2 separate regions of the Bos taurus genome follow, and region 1 is linked to region 2. A link is a contact called in public Hi-C data. All regions are on one chromosome and are shown on one strand. Each heading gives the region's core, a stretch centred on a gene start, on an enhancer-like site or on the middle of the called end of the contact. The rest is flanking DNA. Distances are from core to core; before and after follow the strand shown.

Region 1 (6,975 bases), core at 1,255-3,754, 71 kb after region 2:
CTCAGTTGTGTCTGACTTTTTGTGACCCCATGCACTATACCCCACCAGGCTCCTCTGTCCAAGGAATTTCCCAGGCAAGAGTACTGGAGTGGGTTGCCATATCCTACTGTGGGGGCGGGGGGCTCTTCCCTACCCAGGGATCAGACTCACATATCTTGCATCTCTTGCATTGGCAAGCAGATTCTTTACCTCTGTGCCACCTGGAACCATCATATACTGCTGGTAGGAGTACAGAATGCTAAAATTATATTGGAAAACACTTTGGTAGTTTTTTACAAAGTTAACCATAATCTTACATGTTGGTTACCTATTACTGTGTAGCAAGTTACCCCGAAATTTAGTGGCTTGAAATAGCATTAAATTTAAAGAAAATTCTCATGGTTTCTGTGGGTCAGAGATTGAGACAGGGTGCAACTGGCACCACATGTCTGGGCACAGCAGGAAGACTGAAGGCTGGGGCAGGAGCCCCCGGGGACTGGGAGATGATGTTGGTGTTGGCTGGGGGCTTCTCTGGGGCTTCTGCTTCTGCACAACACTGTGCCTGGGTTCCCAAGGAAAGCCTCGAGAGAGAGGGCGGAAGAGAGAGCGAAAGGGAGGATCCTGAAAACAGGGGATCCTACCTTATGCATTTATTTTTATTTTTTCTACCTTATGCATTTTATACCCTTACAACAGCTTCAATCTGATAAGCAATCTTGTACTATAACAAGTGAATTTTTCAAAATGCGTGTGTTAGCCTACAGGATGGTTAATTTTATGTACCCACTTGGCTAGACTACAGTGTCCGGATACAGGGTCAGACATTATTCTGGATGGTTCTGTGAAGATAGTTTTGGGTGAGATTAACATTTAAATCGGTGAACTTTGAGTAAAGAGGATTGTCCTCTGTACTGTGAATGGGCCTCACCCAATCAGTTGAAGGCCTGAACAGAACAAAGGTGGACCTGCCCTGAAGAAGAGGGAATTCTGCCAGCTGACCGCCTTTGGACTTGAACTGCAACACTGGCTCTTCCTGGGTGTCCGGCCTGTCATTTCACCCTGCAGATTTTGGACTTGACCTCCATAATCCTGGAGAAGAAAATGGCAGCCCACTCCAGTACTCTTGCCCGGAAAATCCCATGGACAGAGGGGCCTGGTAGGCTACAGTCCATAGGGTCGCAGAGAGTCCATGAGCCAATTCCTAATCAATCAATCAGTCTCGGGTGCACGGGCAGCGGCGGCGGCGGCCCAAGATGGCAGAGCTGCAGTTGGCCCCTGCGACTGTGGGCCGCCGCGCAGCCGCTGGAGCCCGGGTCCCGGGCCGCCGGGTCAGGGGGCGGTGGTCGGCCCGCAGAGTCCGGCTGAACGGGGCAGCACCTTACTCCATGACCACCAGACAGACCCTAGGCCTGGAGCCCAGGTCTTTTCTCTGCCGCCTCTGCTGCCAGGAGGATCCGGGGCTGGACACAGACAAGGACGAGCCGGGGGCCTATCTGACTGACAGGGACCCTATTTACTTGGGTCCACTCCTAAACTACCCCCGTCAAGGGAAGCTCATCTTTAGGAAGGAGTTGGCAGAAAAGGCGGCTGGAGGAAGTGGAGTTTTACAACATTGCATCTCTCCAGCGACTGGTTTCAAGGAGGTGATATCAACAAGAAAAACTGAGCTTCCCAGGGCCCGGCGAAGCACGTGTACAGAGTCCTGCAACGCTAAGAGGAGGCGCTCAGGCAGATGGTGTCCACTATGTCCGACGGCTGGAGATTCCAACAGCTAATCAGCATGCTGCTGCTGCTGCTAAGTCGCTTCAGTCATGTCCGACTCTGTGCGACCCCATAGACGGCAGCCCACCAGGCTCCCCCGGCCCTGGGATTCTCTACGCAAGAACACTGGAGTGGGTTGCCATTTCCTTCTTCAATGCATTAAAGTGAAAAGTGAAAGTGAAGTCGCTCAGTCGTGTCCCTCTCTTCGAGACCCCATGGACTGCAGCCTACCAGGCTCCTCCCGCCTGGGATTTTCCAGGCAAGAGTACTGGAGTGGGGTGCCATTGCCTTATGGGAACGAGGATCAGGCAGAATTCCTCTGTGTTGTCTCCAGAGAACTAAATAATTCGACCAACGGCATTGTCATCCAACCTAGCGAGAAGGCGAAGGTTCTTCAGGACAGAGGATCTCGGATGTAAACTCCGGAGTCCTTGGTGATGTGAGCGCGACCCACCCGAGCACCTCTGTGACGTTCAGTCTCACTCCCGTAACCGAGCTTCTAAAAAGCCACGCCAAGCCTGGCCCCCCCAGCGGAGAAGTGTTCTGGTCAAAACCAAAGGAACCCCACCCCCAGCCACAGGAACCCGAAGACAGATGCCGCTTCCGGCTGCACAATACCTTTTAGAGAAACCTGCTTTTGTTTTCTTAGCTAGTGTTGTAACGTATCTTTACAAGAGCGGCTGGGCTGGGTTCCCAGATGGAGCTTATCTAGGGATGGGGGCGGGGAAGAGGAAGGCCTAGGTGCTTGCAGAGGCTGTACTTCTGGGAAGGCCGAGCACACGCAAGAGTGTTGTCCTGAGCTTTGCCACGTTTTCACCTGAGTGTGCCCTGTTGGACGTGGGCAGCTGCTTAGTCACACTACATTTCTCTCCCATACACGCCAGACTAATGCAACAGACGCAGAGGAATCTGGTTTAGGCTGGCTGAATTGAAGTTTTCGTGAAGGATAGAGTCACCAGAGTACCCCATATTCCTATGAATAGAGCCTCTGAGGAGGGGAGGATGGGGTGTCCCTGATTTTGTTTTGAGACTGGGGGTCACAGCTCTGGAGGCTACGGCGGCTCCCATGTTCAGCTTGCCTCCTTTGTCTCCAGCAGCTGGGCCCCCCTGATAGCTCACCTTCTCCCCAAGAAGAGGTTCAAGGCAGACGGTTCTTGCAGGGAGGCAGACACCCAGACTGGTGGGCGCTGTAGGTGTTGTATAACTGCTTCTTCAGCCTTTTCTTGCCCTCCGTTGGTCCGTCTTCCTTCCTTGACTTTTTAAACTGGGGCCCAGGATAAAGGGATCTTGGACCCTCTGATGGCTTGGGGTGGAGACAGCTGTTTTCTCTGAAAGTTGCCAAATGTGGTAGGTTGTAGTATCAAAAGTGGCCATTGTTTTTGTGGTTGTTTCTTGAAAATGCTTTAACCCAAAGTGTGATATTTGTGTTTCTTCTTGGTTTCTGACCTCGGCAGTGGTGGTGAGTGCGCACCATTCACCATAGTGTGTGTGCACTTTCCGGGCGGGCTGAGGAGTCCCTCCCCTGACCCTGACCCTCACCATTACGTCCTTCTGTGGGTGCCGAGGCATCGAGGATCCTACACTATTCCACTCAGAGGAGCCAAGCCTCAGAGCTTGTAACTGGACTTGCTCTCTGAGCTTTCGAGTCTTGGTGAGCAGTCGTGGAACACAAAGGGGCCAGAAAATGCAGGCTTTTCTCCAGCTAACTTTCCTAGTGTGGCAGGTGGTCCAGAGAAGGGGAGGTGCCCATGGGGAGTGCTTTGTCCATAAAAGACCCCGCAAGCCCATGGCTCCTTCTACGCTGAGGCTCCCTTTGCCCATCACCAGCTCAGCCGCTCACCTCATGGGTCTGGGGTCAGGGTTGTTGAAAGTGACTATGGACTCTGCCAAGTGCCCTTTGAGCCTGTGACCTGCCCCAACCCAGACAGGAACCTCACATGGCCCTCACATGTCTGTGTGTAGAGTAGGGGAGAAGTGTGTGTCCGGGGCTCCTGCTGACTCACTGTGTCTACACCTCAACGTGAATATGAACGTTGGTACCACAGACGTCTGGCCTGTGCCCAGGATTTTTACAGGTATAAAGTGTTAGAGGAACTGCTACCTACAGTAAACAGTTACCCCTGCAGAATGGTGGAGGGTTTCCATCCTGACATCTTTAGGGGGAGGGAAAAAAAAAAAAGATTTGAACATGTCAAGGAAAAGCTGCTGTCGACTGGGCAGGACAGAGGACAATGGGAGAGGAACTCTGGCCAAAGGGAATAAGCACATTCAGACTGAAAGGAGGGAAGCCTCGGCATCTGGGCCTCAAGCCCAAGCAGACCTGCTTTCCTGGGGCTCGTCTGAAAACCAGCCTCTGGTCCCAAGCCAGCAAGCAGGAGCAAGGAGGCTGGAGGGCAGCGGGGGCCCAGCCCCTCTGGATGTGCCATTTCGCTCATCGTGCTTCTCATGGGTCCACTGTGGAGTCTGTGCAAAGACCGCCGAGCCCCTCGCTGAGCCCTCTGAGGAACCAGCAGGCTGCCTTTCACCAAGATCTCTCCTCCAGGCAAGCCAGTGACCGTTTCAGTTGCTCAGTGCTCCAGGAATCTGAGAGTGAATCATTTCTTAAGGTTTCTGGGAAAGCATTTTACCCAAGCCCTTCGTGAACCAAGTTGGTGTCTTTTTCTTGAAAGCCGTCTCCCTCTGGGATAGTCCGGCTGACCACTTCAGAGAGAAGCCTGGCCATTGGCTGTGGGGGTGTCACGTGACCGGTGACCCCCACTCTTCAGCTGCCCAGGGCTGCCATGTGGGCGACACTGGCCAGGCAGGGCCCAACCTCCTCTAGAGTGACTTCGTTTCTGCAGTTTTCACTGAACTCAGGGGTGTCCGTGAGGCATGGAGGAGGAAGAGAGAGAGAGGCTGAGAGGAAGGGCTGAGAAGTCACCGACACCCTCCAGGGTGGCCTTTGAGCCAGGGCCTTAGGGACCATGCCTGTCACTTGTGGGTGCTCTTTGTTGCCGTTTGTGTCTTTGAATAAAGTCTGAAATGCTGTGACCCTTTTTTCCCCCGTCTTGTCAATATAGACATGAAACAAACAAAAATACCAGTCTCTATCTCTCTCTTCATTCACACTCACACACACGCACACACACACACACACACACACACACACACACCCCCATTGGTTCTGTTTCTCTAGAGAATCCTGACTAATACAACCTGGCTCTCTTGTATCAACCCAAAACACGAGCTTCTTGACCAGCAGTTTCCGCCCTGGATTCATAACTGCAAATGGCATTTTCATGTAAAATATTTCCTGTGCTACTTCTTAATAGTAGACGGTGTGCCCTTGATATATAACATTGACACAGTGGCTGAAAAACCTCGTAGCAAGGTGGCAGTTCACGGTGGTTTTTGGAGGAGGTTGTGAACGAGAACCAATGAACGTGGCTCATCAGTAATCTGTTGCAAAGATGCTGTGCTCATCAGCGCAGAAGTAAATCTTTCATTACTGGAAAATGTGAATCAACTCAAGGGAAACAGGGTTCTGTCAGTTTATAAAACTTAATTACGTTTTTAACTCCATACATTGTCCAGTAAAGGCATCTGAAAATACCTAACTTCCAGGGTGAATCAACAGTAAATTAATTGCAAGAAGGTACCAGCTTCCCTGGTGGCTCAGACGGTAAAGAATCTGCCTGCAATGCAGGAGATTCAGGTTGGATGCCTGAGTCAGGAAGATCTCCTGGAGAAGGAAATGGCAACCCACTCCAGCATTCTTGCCTGGAGAATCCCATGGACAGAGGAGCCCGGCAGGCCACAGCCCATGGTGCATGTAGAGTTGGATGCGACTGAGCGATGAACACACACACACAAACCACATATAATGTGCTCAGAAATTATCTGCATTTTAATTAATCTCTTAACTGTGGAGATTTTTGTGTCAGTTTGGCATCAAATTTGCTCAGCAAACCCCAGGTAATTCTAAACTTTCAGCATAAGAACATCCCCCAAAGAAGAGAAAATCGAGTGGGGAGAAAAATCAGTCCAGTGGCTTAAGTTTTTTCAGCCTTGGGGAGTTAAGAAAAACACTTCAGCATGAGGACAAAAGCTCCCTTGTTTAAGCGCTTCCCCAGCTGCACTTCAACTAAATATATCCCAGCAGAGTGTTTTCATTTCCCCACCCTCTCCTGGAGCCAGTCACATGGTGAGAAACAGCTCGAGGCTCCCGGGACTGACACTGCAGAGGCAGTGCCTTGGTTACCGCTAGGACTTCCTCCCAGCATGGCCCCCTTGCCGCCCCCTCTTCCCTGGAGGCCACGGGGTTGGGGTGTGTGTGTTGGGGGGAGGCGGGGGTTGGTGGCGGGAAGGAGCCCAGGGGGGAGAGGAGGCCTGCAGGGGTTAACTCAGTGGCTTGTCTGGAATTCATGCACCACCTGGGCTGACAGCATGAATGACTCATTGTTTCCCCTCTGAACAGTCTGAGGAGTGCTTCCTTCTCGGTGTTAATAACTGAGGCAGAGTGAAATGCTTTTTCCCCCCACCCTTTCCCCCTAACCCGTTTTCTAAAACTGAGCGTAGAACTGGAAATGTGCAGCAACGGTAGCCAAGGTTACTGCTTAGAGTTTGTCTTCCAGGGACAAAAGATGTAAATTTACTGTCCACAAACAGAAAGGGGCCCAGAGCCAGGGGTCCTCTGATTTACAGCTTGTGTGACAGACAGTCTTACAAAATGAAGCAAACTTAGTTTAAACCTCTAGCTTGCCTAAGCCTGTGGCCTGTGTGCTAGATTTTACATTACCCATGATTTGTATATATGGAAATTTTCACCGATCTTTCCTGTGGCTAAACTTAAGACTTGTAGTCTTCCATTCCTGGTTCTAGAAAAGGGTAGAATTCATCACGCCTCACCTCACTTTTTCATGTACGCAACCGCTCCTTGGTATCTGTGAGTTTTACTCTTCTTGGGAAACTGGGTCAGTAGATTTTCCTGGGCTGCGGGATCTTCTGCCTTCATGAGACATCTCAGTCCAAAAGCTTGAGAGACAGATCACACATTTAAGGCGAAAAGAAACATAGGTTCGATCCCTGGGTTGGGAAGATGCCCTGAAGAAACAAATGGCAACACATTTAAGTATTCTTGCCTGGGAAATCCCATGGACAGAGGAGCCTGGTGGGCTGCAGTCCGTGGGGTCGCAGAGTCAGACACGACAGAGCACATACGCATCACGCGGCCCTGCCAGTGTGTCATAGGTAACA
Region 2 (7,208 bases), core at 1,389-3,888:
CACCACTCTCTTCCAAACCAGAAACGAAGTGCTACCATTTGACAGATGTGTCCAGAGAATGAACAGGACAGTACACAGGGATGGGGCATTGACCCAAATATCCCGTGTGACCCACAGCAAGCAAAATACAGTCAGAGGGACTTCAGTTGACACGAGGAAGCAATGAGAACACAGGGAGTGGGCGAGTGTCTACCTTGGGAAAGGGAGCAGAAGGGGAAAGCGACTTATCATTTGTCTGATCATGTAATAGATGCCGAGTACCTTACATGTCTGTTTAACTTATATATCCACCAGCACAACACTTTTACCACCCTCGTGCGGAGGGTGAGAGTGCTGGGGGGGAGTGAGGCAGAAATTCCACCTGAAGTGTGGCTCTAAAAAGCTCATGTTTTATTTCACCACAGGAGTTCAAAGTCCTAGAGACTCAGCCAATCAACCTGAACCCTGTAAAATGGTGACTCAGTACCTTCAAGGCCCCACCGCACTGACTGACTCCTGGGTCCTTGGCACAGTCAAGTTAACTAGTCCAGGTGACTAACCATCTCAACTCACTTCTTCTCCACCTGTGACCACTCAGAAGGTGCTCAGCAAGCGAGAAGGAACACAAGGAAGTGACCAGTTAGAAAGTGCAGGCTCTGGCCCTCCTGGTGTGGGTCTCCACCATAGATCATCTCAGGCCTGCGCCCTCTTGCAACCCATGCCATTAGTCACTGCCAACATGCATGATAGAGACAATTTGATACCAGTTCCCACATCAGGGTACACCTGTGTCCATGAATACCTCCTTCTCTTTGAATGGCTTCACAGGATGAACACATATTTAAACTGCTCCCTTATTAAAGGGACATTTACATAATTTTTAAACTGTTCTCTTAACTAATAAGCTACAAATATCATTGATATACTTCCATATCTCTGTATTCCTGAGCAAAATATTTAGATTTTAAAACTGTGCACTTTAACAAAACTGTTTTTGTATATATGCCTCATGTGCAGCTCTATATTTGTGTTTGTGTAGGAAAGTGACCTCTGGAAATGTGAGCAGGCATACAACACCTTTTAGGTAAAACATAGCTACGTGCATAAAATCATTTTAATCACCAAACTGCTAACACTGGTTTACTCTATGGGGTGGGTTATTTGAAGTACCTTGAGAATTTCATGAATTACTTACTTGTGCAATTTAAAAATAAAAATAGTAACTCTAAAAGTCAAATCCAAGAGAAAACATCAAATTTACAACCGTATTTACTTATGGGGGTTAAGGGAGGCAGATGTATTCTCCAGGAGTTGCCATGCCCTCCTCCAGGGGTTCTTCCCAACCCAGGGACTGAAACCAGGTCTCCCGAATTGCAGGCGGATTCTTTACCAGCTGAGCCACCAGGGACACCCAAGAATACCCGAGTCGGTAGCCTATGCCTTCTCCAGGGGCACTTCCTGACCCAGGAATCAAACGGGGGTCTCCTGTATTGCAGGCAGATTCCTTACCAGTTGAGCTACACAGGAAGCCCTCAAAAACAGTTAACTCTGAAAGTCAAACCCAAGACATAACATGAATTTTCAACTGTATTTACTTCTGGGGGTAAAGGGAGGCAGATGTAATCAGAAAATGATATGGACAGGTTTTAGGACTGAGGCTGAGTGGTTGAGTTCATAGCCGTTCGCTATGTATCAATCTTTTTAGTCTTTCAAATTGTTCATAATAAATTCAACCGAGAGTCAAATTCAAGGCAAGGGGTGTAAAAATCCCCAATCCTACACAAAATGAACTTAAAGATATGAATGAGAGTAAGACCAAGGGTTTTGTTTTTTTTTAAATCATTTCTGAAACAAGTCAGATTTAAGCGACCTAAAATAATATTGGGGGGGGGGTAAAATAAGCCTTAATAAAGATATAACAATTAATTTGCATACTACTTCTAGGAGGACAAGTTCCTAAATATAAAATTAGAAAAAGAATATTTAGGAAAAAACTATAAATATCTCCACATTTAAGATACTGATGACCTAATTATTAATTCCAAAGACATGAAATTTCCTGAAATATTATGAAGATTCACTGTTAATGCCTAATGATAATACAAAATACTATCAATATTAAACTGTAGGCTGAGATGCTTAGAGTAGGAGATATGTAAAGTCCACAAGACTAGAAAAAAGGACAAATCAAGTTAGAGGGTAAGTAGTCTTTTAACTAAGCTTTCACCTAAATTAAAGTCATAAAATTACCTGATTTCCAATGGCATTAATAGCTAGCTATAAGGCAATGAAAAATGGAACTTGAGAATGATTATCCACCATACATACAGAATTCTCATGAAAAATAAGTTTACCTAAAAATTACACAAAACCTAAGTTGCAGACAAGTTCTGTAATTTTTGATTGAACAACCACAACAATGGAAACACAATGCATAAATACATACAGGGGACTGAAGTCAAAACTGGGAACTGTTGGACTCCAATAGAAAAAACTTATTTAAAAAAGCTTAACACTTCCTGTCATTCACTGCTAAAAAAGATTTGATAACTCTTGAAAATCCCTTTCAAGCTGGCAAAAACACAGAGATTCAGTGTGTCTTTACAACTCGACTGTGAAAGCAAGCTGTTCCCTTTTCAATCACCACTTTAGCAATGACCACACGAGGGCAGCACAGCAACACTTGACTGAAGAGCAAGCCTGCGCGTCTCTGCCCACGAACTTACCATTTCAGCACTTGCTGGGTTGTTTTTCCTAAACTTACAAAATGGCCGAGTTGCTTGGCAGAGCTTGTTTTTCTGGTTGGTGGTGGTGAAAGGAAAATCTAGTAAAAACACAAAGCAATCTACACTGGAATTCCATAAAGCTTACTTCCAGACTATGTACTATCAATAATAAAATAACTAGCAATTTACAGAGCACTTCTGCGTCACGTTAACATTCTCCTCTAATCCGCACCCTCATTTTACAGAAGAGTTCTCGCCCAAGAATGTGTCTATGTCAACCCCATCCCCAGTCTCAATTATGAAATCCACAGTATTAACCTCTAAGTGGTATTTCTGTCCCTGTCATAATCAGTTAAAGAGATTATTAAACCACCCAGCAAGAGACCAAGGCCAGAACCATTTCAAAGGTGTGCAGGACAAGTCCTTCTCAATCACTCCTTTGTGTCATAAGAGGATAGAAAGGCAGGGATCATTAAGTCACAAGTTTCTTATTCGTAATAAAAAACACTAGATATAGTTCCTCTAACAAGTTGAATCCTATCTTTAAGACCTCCTCCACCTCTGGTTCAAGTCCCATGATTCTGAAGAATAAGCTACATTTTAAGTCAGGTTCAAAGACAAGAGACAGAAATTTCAATGTACACACAACAAAGCATTTACACATACAAGGTAGGAAGAATTACGTAGCAAAGAAAATTCCAGTAAAAAACTGGGCAAAGGAAATGAACATGCAATTACAAAAAACCAAACAGCAGAAGCCAATAAACATTAAAAAAAAAAAAAAGGTAATCAGGCCTCACTAGTAACTTGGGAAGTGTAATTACAACACATTAAATTTACAGTCATCTGCTCTGCAGAAATTAAAAAGTCTGGTAACGTTAAAGGATGATGAGAAAGTAGGGAAAATAGTACTCATATATGATTACTGGAGAAGTAATCAGCAGAAGCTTTGGAAACATATTTTGTGTTATCCAGTTGAGATAAAAAATACGCGTATGAGTCATGTGATTTGATCAGTGGGTATATAACCTAAATAAATCATCATATGTGTGCAAGAGGTGGAAAAGTATAAAAATATTCAGAGATCTGCTCACAAGATTTTAGAAAAGGAATTAACTTACATGTTCATACACGAAAATGCAAAGATAAAATATGAAAGTCATCCGTTCAGTCACTCAATCATACTATGCAATTAACTACAGCAGTTAAGACTAGGGATGTGTCATCCATAAAAATATGACAATTTCAAAAAAAAAATATGACAATTTCAAGGCTATATTTTTTAACAAAATATATTGCACGAATCATAATTTTTAAAATGCAAAGTTTTTCATATGCCAAGTTCACGAGAGTGACAAGGGGAAAGGGGTAGATAGGATTTTAACTGTACCTATCTTGTTTAAACTTTAATTTCATTCTTTGAACTTTTCTGAACTTAACTTTTCAAAAAGAGCTGTGTTTCTAACACTGCAAAACTAATCAGTATTCTGACGCAGATCATCCTCAGATTCAGCAATACTTTGGGAATTTAACACTGGGAACACGAAGGATTCTCTTTTCAGATAAAGGTATTGGGTTGGCTGAAAAGTATATTCAGGTTTGGAAAAAGCCGAATGAACTTTTCAGCCAACCCAATAACCCATATGAGACAAAATGCACACCAAAATGCCATGTACAGTTTCAGAAGATAAAACGTTAAGTCCTATCAGTAACCACCTCTTGCTCCCAAGAAGTAGCCCGGGGCAGAGACGGGGGCGGGGGAGGGATCTGCCTGGAATCCTCAGCTGGGGTCAGGCAGAGGGCGCCTGCATCTCTATCATGCTGCTTCTGCTGCCCGATGACCAGGAAACACAGGAGTGGCCCTCAATGGTTTAAAAAGCGTAAAACAAACGGAATCCGGGCAAACAAATCACTAGGGAAAAAAAGTGGGTTACAACAAGAAGCCTGGGTAAGGCACAAATTAAATACCCATTTCACAAACACCTATCCCAATCCGGATCTGATAATGCCCTAAGGACTACACAAAAGGCAAGCTTTCTACCCAGGTAACATGGAAAACCAACCCTTCATGCAATGAAAGGCAGTTACAAGTAAAACTAGCCCTATAAACCACCATGGGTTTCTCTGGTGGCTCAGTGAAAGAACCCGCCTGCCAACTCCGGAGACAAGGATTCATTCCCTGGGTCAGCAAGATCCCTGGGAGAAGGAAATGGCAACCCACTCCAGCATTCTTGCCTGGGAAATGCCATGGACAGAGGAGCCTGGCAGGCTATATAGTCCATGGGGTCGCAGAGTCAGACATGACTTAGTGACTGAACAACAAAGGCATAATCCACCATATCAACTGATGTATTTACCCCTATTTAAACCCTGAGGCTGGATGAACTTGTTTAACCAGTTTCTTTCAGCCCTTTGAGTCTTTTCTTTCCTTATTAATAAACGTTCAGGCAATTTTGTCTTAGACTTTTATAAGACAGTAACTCCAGAGTTCAAAAGAGATTTAAACGTCCTGGCTGCTAACCTCAGTAGTAAATGTGGAACTTATGCCCACACTGTCACAGGAAGTGAGGCCCCTGAACCAGTCCACAGAAAAGGTGAGGGCTCCCAACTTTAAGAACAGCCAACAGTTTTCGAGGCAAAAACTGTACTGTTTTAGACCAATTTCTCACACTCGCCATCACTGTTCTGGGCCAGACAACCCCGTTGGGGAGAGGGTGGAGCAGAAAGACAAGCTCGTGTATGGTGGGATGTTTAGCAGGGTCCCTGGCTGCTACCCGCTAGATGCCAACTGCGTCCAACCCCAACCAACAACACCTCCAGACGCTGCCAAAGTTTTGCAGGGGTGCGGGGAGGTGGTGTCCTTTATTTCAAAACTAGTTTATTAAATCATTATTTAATTCTAACTTCTATCAAAGAAACAAGCTCAGAGTGTCCTGTCTGCAATTCAATAGCTAAAAAGAAACAGAACTGACCCCAAATCCTGTCCCATTAGCCCCTATTTCCCAAACCTGCCTGAGTGCAGAAATCAAGGGAGCCTGTTGTCAACACAGATTCCTGGGCACCATCCCAGATGGTGCTAGTGGTAAAGAACCTGCCTGCCAATGCAGAACACAGAGAGACACGGATTCGATCCCTGCGTTGGGAAGATCCCCTGGAGGAAGGCATGGCAACCCACTCCAGTATTCTTGCCTGGAGAATCCCATGGACAGAGGAGCCTGGCAGGCAAGTCCATAGCGTCACAAAGAGTCAGACAAGACTGAAGTGACTGAACACACATACATCCCTCAACGACTGAGTTACAACTTCCAGGCAAGCCTGGAATGTTTAACAAGCAACTCAGGTGATTCTTAGCAAGTAGATTTGGGGACTTAAATGCCTATATAAAGCTAAATTCAGAAGGAACAGACCTTTTAATCAGGCAAGAGTAAAGGAGCACTACAAGAATTTGACCCATCACCCACTTCCCTTTCTAAAGGATAACTTACCAGCCATAGTCGACCTCCATGGGAAGGTCGAATAACTGGAGTGGACTTTTGACACCCACCATCAGGAACTACTTCTCTAGTGCACACATAGAATAGCTGTTCCAGCCCTGGCTTTTACAAGGCCACACCTGGAGCATAATTCTGATTATCTGCCCCCTCCCTTCCATCCCTCTCCTCCCCTCCCCACCCTCCCCTCCCTTCCACGCCCTCCTCTCCCCTCCCGTCTCCTTTTCCCTCCCTCCCCTCCCAAAATCCAATCAGGTATGTTTTGAATTCACAAGTGATTCTGATGCAAAGCCTACAGTGGGAAATTAAGCTTACCAACAGCAAAAGAGAAAAATGAGCAGCTCAGCGTCTACAAACTGGCCAAATTCAAAGTACACGTGTGGCTGCTGCTAAGTCGCTTCAGTCGTGTCCAACTCTTTGCGACCCCATAGACGGCAGCCCACCAGGCTCCTCTGTCCCTGAGATTCTCCAGGCAAGGATACTGGAGTGGGTTGCCATTTCCTTCTCCAATGCATGACACTGAAGTCGCTCAGCCGTGTCCGACTCTCTGCGACCCCATGGGCTGCAGCACTCGTGGCTGGAGAAGGTCAAACCAGGCAAGGGCAAGGTTCCAGAGCAGGGCTCCCTCCCCCCACCCACCACTACCCCCAGGGCAATCACTTCCCGGAACAATTTAACTTGAACCGTTTCTTGTAAAAGTATGGCCTTATGGCCTTTTGAAAAGCAATGTGTCTCTTCATCAGTCACACCATCAGTCATCAGAAGGTGATTTTCATCTTTTGGTTTCTTAGTAAGTTTAAGGTAAACAGAACACAGAATTATTCTACGTTTTCAATCACCTATGTACTTTCCGCTTACCCATCTGTAATAATTCATCCTGGGGCCAAACTGCCAGTGCCTGAAGCCAAGGCTACCCTTTGCTCGCCCTTGTGCCTCAGTTTTCTCATCTACAACAGAGAAGTAACGGTCGTACCTGCCTCACAGATACAACGTGAGGACAGACGGCTCAGAG

The links. Hi-C and Micro-C count contacts between places; a contact is called where the count stands out from the background.
Region 1: a contact with region 2 is called in a Hi-C map of liver, with 2.1 times the contacts expected there. The contact joins two enhancer-like sites. A contact is called at or near these places in 2 of 11 Hi-C or Micro-C datasets (liver and skeletal muscle).

Annotation. Positions count from the first base shown.
Region 1 is chr21:14,209,972-14,216,946 of ARS-UCD2.0, forward strand. It overlaps the pseudogene LOC100138175. Among named protein-coding and RNA genes, the nearest start is that of CHD2, 58 kb to the left of the region's middle. Within about 2 kb of position 2,505, at least 44 of the 102 cell types and tissues checked have an H3K27ac peak or open chromatin away from gene starts, as enhancers often do. A contact at or near this core is called in liver, where this site is marked.
Region 2 is chr21:14,138,708-14,145,915 of ARS-UCD2.0, forward strand. All of the region lies in intron 2 of CHD2 (chromodomain helicase DNA binding protein 2), which reads right to left. It also overlaps the pseudogene LOC101902856. Among named protein-coding and RNA genes, the nearest start is that of CHD2, 14 kb to the right of the region's middle. Within about 2 kb of position 2,639, at least 19 of the 102 cell types and tissues checked have an H3K27ac peak or open chromatin away from gene starts, as enhancers often do. A contact at or near this core is called in liver, where this site is marked.